Linked DNA regions of Zea mays: regions 1 and 2 are each linked to region 3. A link is a contact called in public Hi-C data. All regions are on one chromosome and are shown on one strand. Each heading gives the region's core, a stretch centred on a gene start, on an enhancer-like site or on the middle of the called end of the contact. The rest is flanking DNA. Distances are from core to core; before and after follow the strand shown.

Evidence for each region. Hi-C and Micro-C count contacts between places; a contact is called where the count stands out from the background.
Region 1: a contact with region 3 is called in a Hi-C map of ear, with 2.6 times the contacts expected there. The contact joins the promoter of LOC100283955 here to the promoter of LOC100286130 in region 3. A contact is called at or near these places in 5 of 25 Hi-C or Micro-C datasets (ear, endosperm, leaf and 1 more).
Region 2: a contact with region 3 is called in a Hi-C map of tassel, with 2.7 times the contacts expected there. The contact joins the promoter of LOC100273431 here to the promoter of LOC100286130 in region 3. A contact is called at or near these places in 4 of 25 Hi-C or Micro-C datasets (ear, endosperm, leaf and 1 more).

What each region holds. Positions count from the first base shown.
Region 1 is chr6:121,521,915-121,525,281 of Zm-B73-REFERENCE-NAM-5.0, reverse strand. LOC100283955 reads right to left here and starts at 1,676. Exons shown (of 4, transcript NM_001156853.2): 1 at 747-1,676; 2 at 295-432; 3 at 1-197. The coding sequence starts at 1,607.
Region 2 is chr6:121,471,323-121,474,839 of Zm-B73-REFERENCE-NAM-5.0, reverse strand. It overlaps LOC100273431 (Transmembrane emp24 domain-containing protein 10), which reads right to left and starts at 1,298. Exons shown (of 4, transcript NM_001147868.1): 1 at 975-1,298. The coding sequence starts at 1,178. LOC111589576 (a long non-coding RNA gene) reads left to right here and starts at 1,580. Exons shown (of 3, transcript XR_002748659.2): 1 at 1,580-3,022; 2 at 3,135-3,372; 3 at 3,491-3,517.
Region 3 is chr6:121,212,991-121,216,225 of Zm-B73-REFERENCE-NAM-5.0, reverse strand. It overlaps LOC100286130 (DNA-binding protein), which reads right to left and starts at 1,614. Exons shown (of 2, transcript NM_001159018.2): 1 at 1,372-1,614; 2 at 1-1,270. The coding sequence starts at 1,443.

The sequences.
Region 1 (3,367 bases), core at 427-2,926, 310 kb before region 3:
GAAAACCCGAGGGCAGGGATGCCCAGCTGCCGCGCAAAGCGTGAGTCCGTGGTCGAAGACAGGATCTCAGGCTTAGACAGCTCCCCACCCGCGGAGGCGATGGCCCTCTCGAACGTCAGCCACCACGGGTTCGACGCGTTCGTCGCTGTGGATACGGGACGTCCGGACACATCCGTCGCCGGACCTTTCTGCACCAGCTGCAGCAATGCCCAGCAACAAGGGACGCATTTCAGCAGGACTCGGTTTGTTTTTGTTCCGGTGATCGAAACGACAGCGGAAATAAAAAAAAATCACCTCGTAGGTCAGGTTTTTGTGAGATGGTGCCCATTCCTCTTCGACCCTCCGCTTGATCTGCTCGATGTCTTCGGTTGGAGGAAGGCGGAGGTCAAAGCCGACCTCCGCTTCTGAAGGTTGCATGTTCATCACGAAACCCTGCAACAATCTGTCTTTAGAGACTACACAAGCCACAGATTATCATTGTAGACAGTGTAGCGTAAAACAATGTTTCGTACTGACCATATGCACAATATGCACAATCTGCTGGTGGTCGCTAGATTTTTGAAATATTTGATGAAAAGCTATAAAGTTCTGTATGTCACTATTTCTATTTGGTGGAGAGTATAAACATTCAAATTGCAAAATTGTTTAGCAACGGTAGCGGGCAATTGTATCCGCTAACACCGTTTCAAACCAGGACCTGATTTACTGTATCAAAGCTAAATTAGGTAGCACCATTGCTTACTTACCGTGGGGCTTGGTATGCCGGCCTTCATGTACACAGGGTTGACTGAGACCACCTCCCCAGGACCCTTCTCCCCGGACTTCACCATCCTGAACTGCGCATCCCTGAACGCAGCGATGGTCTCCACGCAATCCATCAAATTGTCAACGGCGGCGCCGTCCAACATCCTCGACCCATGCCCTGGCGCCCCCGCCGCCTTCACGACGAGCCTCCACACCAGCCTGTCCGCGTAAAAGACTCTGAACACGTCCGTCGGCGACGCCTGCCCCTCGTCGAGCATAAACCCGATGTTGAGGGCGCGGAACTCCTCCGATCGGGCGAACTTGTCGAACCCATCCGCGCCGCCGATCTCCTCGTCGGGGACAAGCGAGATGTGGATGGTGCGGGCGGGAGCGAACCCCGCGGCCTGCAGGCCCCGGATCGCCTCGAGGTACTGGACGGGGAGGCACTTGTCGTCCTGTGCGCCGCGCGCGTAGATGCGGCCCGTGGTCGGGTCGCGGTGCGCGGCGAATGGAGGGTGCGCCCAGTGCTCGGGCTCCGCGGGGACGGAGTCCATGTGGGAGTTGAGGAGCACGGAGGGGAGGGAGGGATCGGAGCCTCGCCAGGTGAGGAGGAGCAGGGGCTTGGTCTTGCACGGGGTGAAGTGGAGCGTGGTGGTGTGGAGACCGAGCGAAGCGGCGTAGTGTAGGAGGAAGGCGCTGGCGCCGGCGTAGTCGGGGGATGGGTGCGCAGTTCGGATGCGGAGGTATTCCTGGAAGCGGGCGATCTGGTCAGACTCGAGAGCCGTGAAGGGGTGGGCGAGACGGGGGAAGCCGGAGAGGACGACGACGAAGGCGAGAAGGAGACAGCGGAGAGGCGGCGGCATCGTGTGGTAGATGCGCAGCGACCTCACTCCGAGCAGAGCTTCCAGCGAATGTCTGTTCGGTTGACTTGCAGATCTCCTGTGTGTCTACTGTCTAGCGAAGTATTTTTAGCTTGTCTAGCGGGTGTTTGGATCCTCCTGAAATTTAGTACCTATCACAGATGTTTAGATACTAATGTCCAGTTTGATCCTCCTGGCTTATTGTTTATCAGTAGTTAATAATTAGCCGATAAATAATTAGCTAGTAAAAATTAGTCATGATATATTTGGAGACTGGATTAATATATGTCATTTTCTGTTTATACGATCTATTAGCACTTATTAGCAAGATCAAATGGCTAATGAATAAACAGTTTGCTAGCCCTCCGGCTAACAATTAGCCAATTTGTTAGCCAGACGGTTTGGAGGTTAAGATGCTAAAATTAGACGGCAAACATTTTGCCACAAGGATCCAAACATGCTCTAATTAGAAATATTAAGTACAGTCTAATTCTAAAACTAATTAGATAGATGAGAACTAAATGATAAGTAAACCAATTAAAACTAATTACTATGTAATTTGTCACATAATACAGTAAACATTATCTAATCATAAATTAATTAGGTTTAATAACTTTGTCTCGTTGTTAATAAGAACTACATATTTTTATATTAAGAAGAATACGAAAGCCCATAATGGACCGATACAGAGGATTGGCACTTTACGATGACTAAAATTGGATATACACAACTCATCCATGCTTAAAAACAAACACAATCAGAGACCCCAAATCAAAGCCAGATCCTGGCTATCCCAGGCTACCCTAGCAAGGCACCAATTCATGGCATCCTTTTTGAGATCCTACAACACCTTGAATACGTCTACCATGCCTTCTTCAATGACATAGAAATTATGGTGTTTTTACAACCACCAAACCACTAAAACCGTCTTGGAGTTGAACCTTTTTTCTATGGCTTGAAAGCTCGTTTCTTCACTTCATGCAACCATTCCTAAAAGCTGACATCCCTAGCACTAGGCTAAGATGATGTAAGTTGATTAGATATAGAACTTGAAACTAGAACTACCTAGCAAATACACATGCTACCAATAGATGTTGAATAGGTTCATCCTCTTGATCACAAAACAGGCAAAGTTCAGGGTGCTCAAGCCCTCTTTTTGCTAGCCGATTTATAGCAAAACACCTATTTAGACTTGCAAGCCAAATGAAAAACTTACATCTTAGAGGGGACTAGGTCTTTCAAACCCTTTTAGCCGACTCAAAGGCCACCGACCTAATGAAGAACATTTCATATGCTGGTTTGGAAGGGTAGCACTGAGATGCTGAGGGGGTCCATTGATGTTGCAATCCCATCATAACAAGTTTCTATAATAGCATTCTTAACCAAGACTTGATTGCAAGGATTAGAGTTAACATCAATTAAATCTAAGCAAGAAGTAGAAGCATCCTTTTTAATAATTTCAGGAATTTCAAATAAAAGACCTTCTGGGGTGTTATTGATGTTTTCTAGCTTATTAGTTAGCTCATTATTGTGTTTGTTAAGAATTTACATTTTTCTCTAGCAAGTTTTTGACTTGACCTATGACAAAGATGTTTCTGTTAATGATGTTTTCACATCTAATTTTGAGTCTCTTACTTTCAGAAGAAGGATTGTGAGTAATTTGAGGATGTTATTCGATGAAATGATAAGTTGTTGTAATCAGGTAACACTGTCTGATCAAGAGGATAAAATTGTGTGGAATCTGGGGAAAAAAGGCTTCTCAG
Region 2 (3,517 bases), core at 49-2,548, 260 kb before region 3:
GTTCTTAAGTTGGCAGATATGGTACAGAAGTGCTGTTGCCCATAGTGCACCTTGTCACTTTGATCATCAAATCTTGTCTTCGGAAGTTTGTAAAATTCAATCTGGATCTGAAGTTCTCTAAAAGAGTCAGCAATTGAGCAGGGTTCAGGGTGGAACTCCAGTCAAAAATTTTAGTCTAGACTAGACTCTAGTGACACTATATGCATTAACTCGTCTGCTCATGCACACAAATGATTACAAGGTACTAACTACTAAAACAATCTATTAATGTGTATTTTGGATATAAAAATATATTAATGTGCATAACACTTAGGTATATAAACAATCACAATAGCAAGCACAATCCAACATCTGCTGCAACTTAGTGTTATGTTCAACCCCATTACATTAGGGCTAATAACTAAGAATGGTAATATAAGAATTCGATTCCCAAGAGAGAATGAAAACCAAGCATAGCACATGCTAGTTACTTGAGAGAGCGCCATCCAGCATAGCAGTACCCAAATTGAAGATTATCCCCATCTGAAGCAATGGCCAAGTGCAGTTTTGACTCATAAATCAATTTCCCTAATGTCTCGAAACCATGAATTAGTAAGGTGATACTATGACCAGATTCATGATGAATTGTCAACTTGCAGATTTCCCCTTGTACAAAATTCACGCTGAGCTACTTAAGACTAATTTGTAGCGAAAGAGCCCCGTACTAGGAACTAGAACACGTATAATTCCTCCCTCCATCAATCTCCCCTAAGTGCTAGTTTTGACTCGTAGAAGCTCAATCAGACAACAACAAAATTGCAGGGCTTAATTCGCACGAAAAATAGCGCAATCTAGCGCCTCAGCTGCGTCCCAATTCGCCTACACCGAGATCACAGAACACACCGGTTCACCGGCCCAGATCGAGATCAAACACGAGAATGAACGAGACGAAACCGCACGCCAAGGGCATCCGAGAGCGAGTTGTGGCCGCGTACCTTGACGGCGACGGTGGGATGCGAGCTGGGGTGGGACTCGTACATGATAGCGTAGTCGGCGAGCACTACGACGTTGGGCTGGATCTCCTCGGAGACGCACTTGGTCCCCGACGGCGGGAGCTCGAGCCACACGGCCTCTGCCACCGGTAGGAGAAGCACCGCCGCTACGGCCAGCAGCAGCGCTGGAAAGACCGACGCCGCCATCCCCGCCGGACGATCTGGAGGCGGGCGTCTCTCTCTGACTCTCTCCCGGTCGCGGTGGAGTCGTGGGAGCTTGGACTTGCACGAGGCGATAGGCGAGGGCAATGGCTTGCAGGGGTAGGTTGGGAACGCGAAGGTTCGCACCTTAGACTGTCCAGCCTATATATCTTTACTACCCTATAACACTCTATTACCCTATAACACTCTATTATAGACCGTGCATCGTGTTCTGCCCTGCACCCGTAACCACGCCGACGCACCCAACCTCGCCCCCATGCCGCTGACTACGCGACCTTGCTTTCTAGCCACCACGCTGGGCCCACATCACCCCACGCCGCTAAGGCGCCAAGGCACCAATTGTGTGACCTTCTTTTCTCACCCTTTCCCACCCAACTGCCCTGCCCTCCCTCCCCGAGATCGCGCAACAAGTCCCCCTTTTTGGGAATCCCCTCTGGCCTGGACGGCGGAGGAGGCATCTTTGGCATCGATCTCGGCCGAGCAGCTCGACGTGGAGGTGTACGCGACATAGTGTGCGGTGCAGACCAGCCTCACACACCTCATCTAGGACAGCAACCAATTAGGGATGCACTGATGCAGCAGGCGGCGTTGCGTTGGGGACGTGTCGCGGGCTAGCCATGGCTAGCAGCTAGGCGGCGTCGACTATCCCTGTCCAGGCTAGCAGGCTATCGGGCCCCGTGCGGGTGCTTGTCTCCGAGGCCATCGACGAGCGAGTGGCGGAGGGTGAGGAAGGGGATGGCGCGATGAGGCTATTCGTGGGCCTCCCGTGGACGCGGTGGTCTCTGGCAGCTAGCATCACCCTTCCTCCTTCCTGTTGGATTGGTTTCGCTTGCACTCACCAGGACACGCATTTCAGGTGACGAGAAGACAGACCACCTGAAGCACCTCGAGATCAGCCCCAAAGATTGTCTTCGATATCCAGGTGAGGGTAACAGCAGCGGCTGCATCATGTGGAAAGATAACATCGTTGATGTCAAGTACAAAGAAAATGGGCAGGATCTCTATCTTGGGCTGGCAAACTCTGAAATAGGTAGCAAAAACTGAAGCAGTCAAGATTCTGATGCAAAACTCAACATCTTATCAGCTGCTACTAATAAATACATTTATGTAGCTACAAGGAAGAATATGGGGCGTGTGGCAAAGATCTCGGTCCCGGTGATGGCTTCTGTGCTTGCACTCATGGCCACCGGCATGTACCTTGTTTGGATATGCAAGCTTAGAGGTACAATTGGAGGGAGCCAATATATTCACCATAAAGAACTATCCAGCTCAGTTTTTTTGTATTGCTAGCATAAGGTTTATCAATAACAATTGGAGTGGCTCTTCCTGTCAGCCAAACGTCAGAACAAGGATAATTTGAGCAAAGCGATCCTAGGATACTTGAGTGCGTCAAACGAACTCGGTGATGAAAAATGTAGAGCTTCCATTTGTCATCTTTGGAAACAATGCAACTGCAACAGACAATTTTTCTTCTGAGAACATGCTCGGGCAAGGTGGCTTTGGGAAGGTTTACAAGGTCAGTAATAAAAAATGCACACATCTTCTAAATAAATTGTAGAACCGTGAGAATTATGGCATTGCTTGTTCAGTACAACAATGGCGAAACAAAACAACGCAGGGTATGCTGGGACACAACATAGAAGTCGCAATCAAAAGGCTCGGCCAAGGTTCAGGACAAGGCGCGTAGGAATTCAGAAACAAAGTTGTTCTAAATGCAAAGCTGCAGCACAGAAACCTCGTTCGACTTATTGGATGGTGCATCGACAGAGATGAGAAGTTGTTGGTTTACGAATACTTACCAAACAGAAGCTTGGATTATGTTATCTTTGGTATGTCTCCAAATTATAACTTCATGATTAATTTCCCAGGAAAAAACATCATCCTTTTCCACAAACAAAAAATATGTGACATGTTTACTTATGAAATTGCTTATTACTTTAGATGCTGCAAGGCAACATCTCCTCTGTTGGCCAACACATTTCAAGATAATCAAAGGAGTGTCTAGAGGGCTTCTCTATTTTCACCATGATTCAAGGTTGACTATAATTCATAGAGATCTTAAGACGAGTAACATACTATTGGACGCGGATATGAACCCCAAGATATCAGATTTTGCAATGGCAAGCATCTTTTGTGCATACCGGAATGAAGCAATTATGAATCGAGTCGTTGGGACATAGTGAGTAATCATAACCCTGACTCTAATCTTAAAGTTAATTCTATTTCCTTTGTATACCTAATAACTTACTCAGATCTTAAAGTCAGTAATCGTAGCCTTGACTGTGATCTTAAACCAGCGAGGGGTGGTTGTGTCGTCCATGGTT
Region 3 (3,235 bases), core at 365-2,864:
CTTTCAAGTCCCCAGTTTCAGATGTCTTCTCCTTTCTTGGCCTCCCACGCTTAGCAGCCCCTGCTTTTGCAGTTTCGATTTCCAACGGCCTCTTTCTAGGACGACCGCGGCCTCTCTTCTCTGTCAAAGGAGTACCCAAGGATTGCAAATCCCTATCTTCTACTTCATTTTGGACAGCCCCAGCTTGGTCTGCAGTCAGAGCTTCACGTTGACCCTCAGTCATCTGCGAGGCTTTCATGCGGCCACTTTCCAATGCCTTCTCCTTTCTGGGCCTCCCACGCCCTCTCTTAGTCAATGAAGCATCCACGGACTGCACAGATTCAGGTTGCATCTTCTCTTTCCCAGCAACCACAACCTTAGGTGGGCGCCCTCTTCCCCGCTTCGCACCAACCAAACTGTTACTAGAAGCAGATATGTTCATGGAGGAACCACGCAAAGCACTGATATCAACAGCAACCTTGGGCAGCCGGACAGTCTCACTCTTACCACTGTGGGACATGGTAGCAGGTGTCGGTGAGAGAGGAGTGGTATTCCTCTGTGGTTGTCCACCAGCAGGTCCCTTCTCAGCTCCCACCAACGGCGCCACAGCGGGGTAGGCACTCTTGCGCGGGCGTCCGCGGCCACGCTTGACCCCAGACGGAGGTGGTAGAACAACAGCTCCCAGCAGCTCGGAAAAGGAGGAACGCACAGGGACAAGGGCCTTCCGAGGACGTGCACGGCCCGTCTTGATCCCAGATGGAGGCGGTGGATCAATCCCTCCCAGCAGTGGCGAAGAAGAGGAAGGCGGAGGGACAAGGGCGTCCTTCCGAGGGCGTCCACGCCCCCTCTTGACCCCAGATGGAGGCGGCGGAACACTTGCTCCCTGTAGCGGCGAAGGGGAGGGGGAGGAAGCCACCGGGTCCTGGGCGCTCTTGCGTTTGCGTGGGCGTCCACGCCCTCGCTTGGCGTCCTGAAACGCCGGGATCGAAGCGGAAGGGGCTGAATCTGCGTACTTGCGAGGCCGCCCCCGACCACGCTTCTGCCCCGGAGCAGGGTTGGGGTTGGGCGGGATGTTGGAGCCTCGCCCCTGCCGCTGAGCGGCGGTGGAGACGAAGTAGTTGCCAGAGACGAGGCGAAGTTGGCCATGGGACTTGAGGCTGCGGAGATGGACGGAGAGGAGGGCATCGTGGCGCGAGTGGAGGCCGGAGAAGTGGTCGGCGATGTAGGTGGCGATGGCGCTGCGGCTCGACCCGCTCGGGTCCCGCAGCTCCGTCAGCGCCTGCATGATCATCTGCGGGCGCATCCAACCCAAATCATCGATCGAGATGCAGCAGCAAGATTCAATATTCACTCCAACGAACCGAGGAGGGAGACGGGGAGCGGCTATATTACCTCCTTGTATGTCGGATGGGGACGGCCGGCGGAGGGTGCCGCCGACGAAGGCGACGCGACGGCGGCCACCATTTCGTCTTGCCTCCGCTACTGCTGTTTCTTTTCTCTCGTTTTTCCCCCTACTACAATACTGGGGATTGGTGAATGGGGAATTGGGGATCTCCTGACTGCGTGAGGGATAGGGAAGCGGGGAGAGGGTGGGTGATGCGGGTAGGCGAAGCCCCCCGATGCCGACAAGGGCATCAAACCAGGTTCGTTGGATGCAGCACGTGCAAATCGGTGCCCGTAGCCTGGCGTTTGCGTTTCCCGCGAGCCTCGCGCGCCCGCTTGGCCTGTGCATGAGGTGAGGTGAGGTGAGGTGAGGTGAAGGTGAGACTCATTAGACTGAAAAATATATGTATATGATAAATTTAAAATAAGGAATAAGATATAAGATAAAATATAATATTCTGCTGGAGATAGTCTGTTTGTGGGGAATACGGATGGCTCCAAACTGAATCAGAATTGTTAGGAAAGCGTAAACGATATAAGTTAGAGTATTTTCTATTTATGCTATTATAAAAATTTATAGTTTATATAAAGTGTTGAGCACCAAAATTGAGTGCGGACGGCTCTAAGGTCGGACTGTCCACCGTAGCGGCCAGGACCATCCGCGTGTGCGCGGAATCAGTTAGGGTTTCAGATTTCTTATTGAGAGCGGACGATGTTCGATAGCGGAGTTGATGTTATGGTCGGTGTGACGAACCGTAATGATGGAGTGCATTCTATCGAGATTTTATATAGTGTGCGACCACTGACACATTGCTTTCTTCCAAAAGAAGGTGCATCTTGTTGGCTGGTTTCTCAACAGTCAAACAAACTGGCACTAAAATACCACAGAGATATGGGATGGGATAGGGGCCTGCTAGAGATAGCCTTAAAAAACCCCACGCGTTGGTCGTAAACAAATTGATCGAGCAATTAAATTTAGATGAAAAATAGATTAGGAAGAAAATGTGGACGATGTTGGGGAGGAGTATTGTACTCCCTCCGTTTCGTTTTAGTTGTCGCTGGATAGTACAAAATTGAACTATCCAACGACAACTAAAAAGAAACAGGGGAGTATCATTTTTTAAGAACTATGTAACTTTTTCATTTTTTTTCATTCTTTTTTTGACTTCTGTAGTTTTTTTCTTCATCACGTGGTCAGGTGATTTTTTTTTCCTAAACAAAATGTCATGTTTCGTTTTAAATAAAAATTTCTAAAATAAAAGTTGATGGAGCGATGATATAGGTGTAGGTTGCTGATAAAGGCTATGCACAGAAGAGCTGACCACGATTGATAGCGCAGTTGATATTATGGTTAGTAGCTCATGTGATGAACGGTAAGGATAAATGTATTGTAGGGGCGGACCTAGTGAGGGCACAGGCCCTCGCTCATTTCTTTGTTGTAAGTAGTGTAGTCTAAAATTTTACATAAGGTTCCATGCTCAGTCAAGTATAGATAACATCACTTTGATGTTTGGATGCTCGTCTTTATAAGTGTGTCCTCGCTCTTATTTTGTTCTGGATCCGCTCGTGTATGTTGTATCATGCTTTTAGATAGCGTGCGGGCACTTGCTTCGTTCCAAAAGAAGGTGCATCTTGTTGACCAGTTTCTCAATCATGCAAGCAAACAAACTGGCACTAGAATACCAAACCCATCACGTTCACCAGTCATACGATAGAAATAATGATCCAAACAAACTGTCATGCATTATGCATGCAAAAACCTGGCCTAGGAAAGTCTGGCTGCCGGATTTCATCTTTTGCTATCCAGAAACATGAACCAATCACACCCAAGGTGACTGGTTTCGGATAGAGCTCATTGGTTCCACCTCGGTTG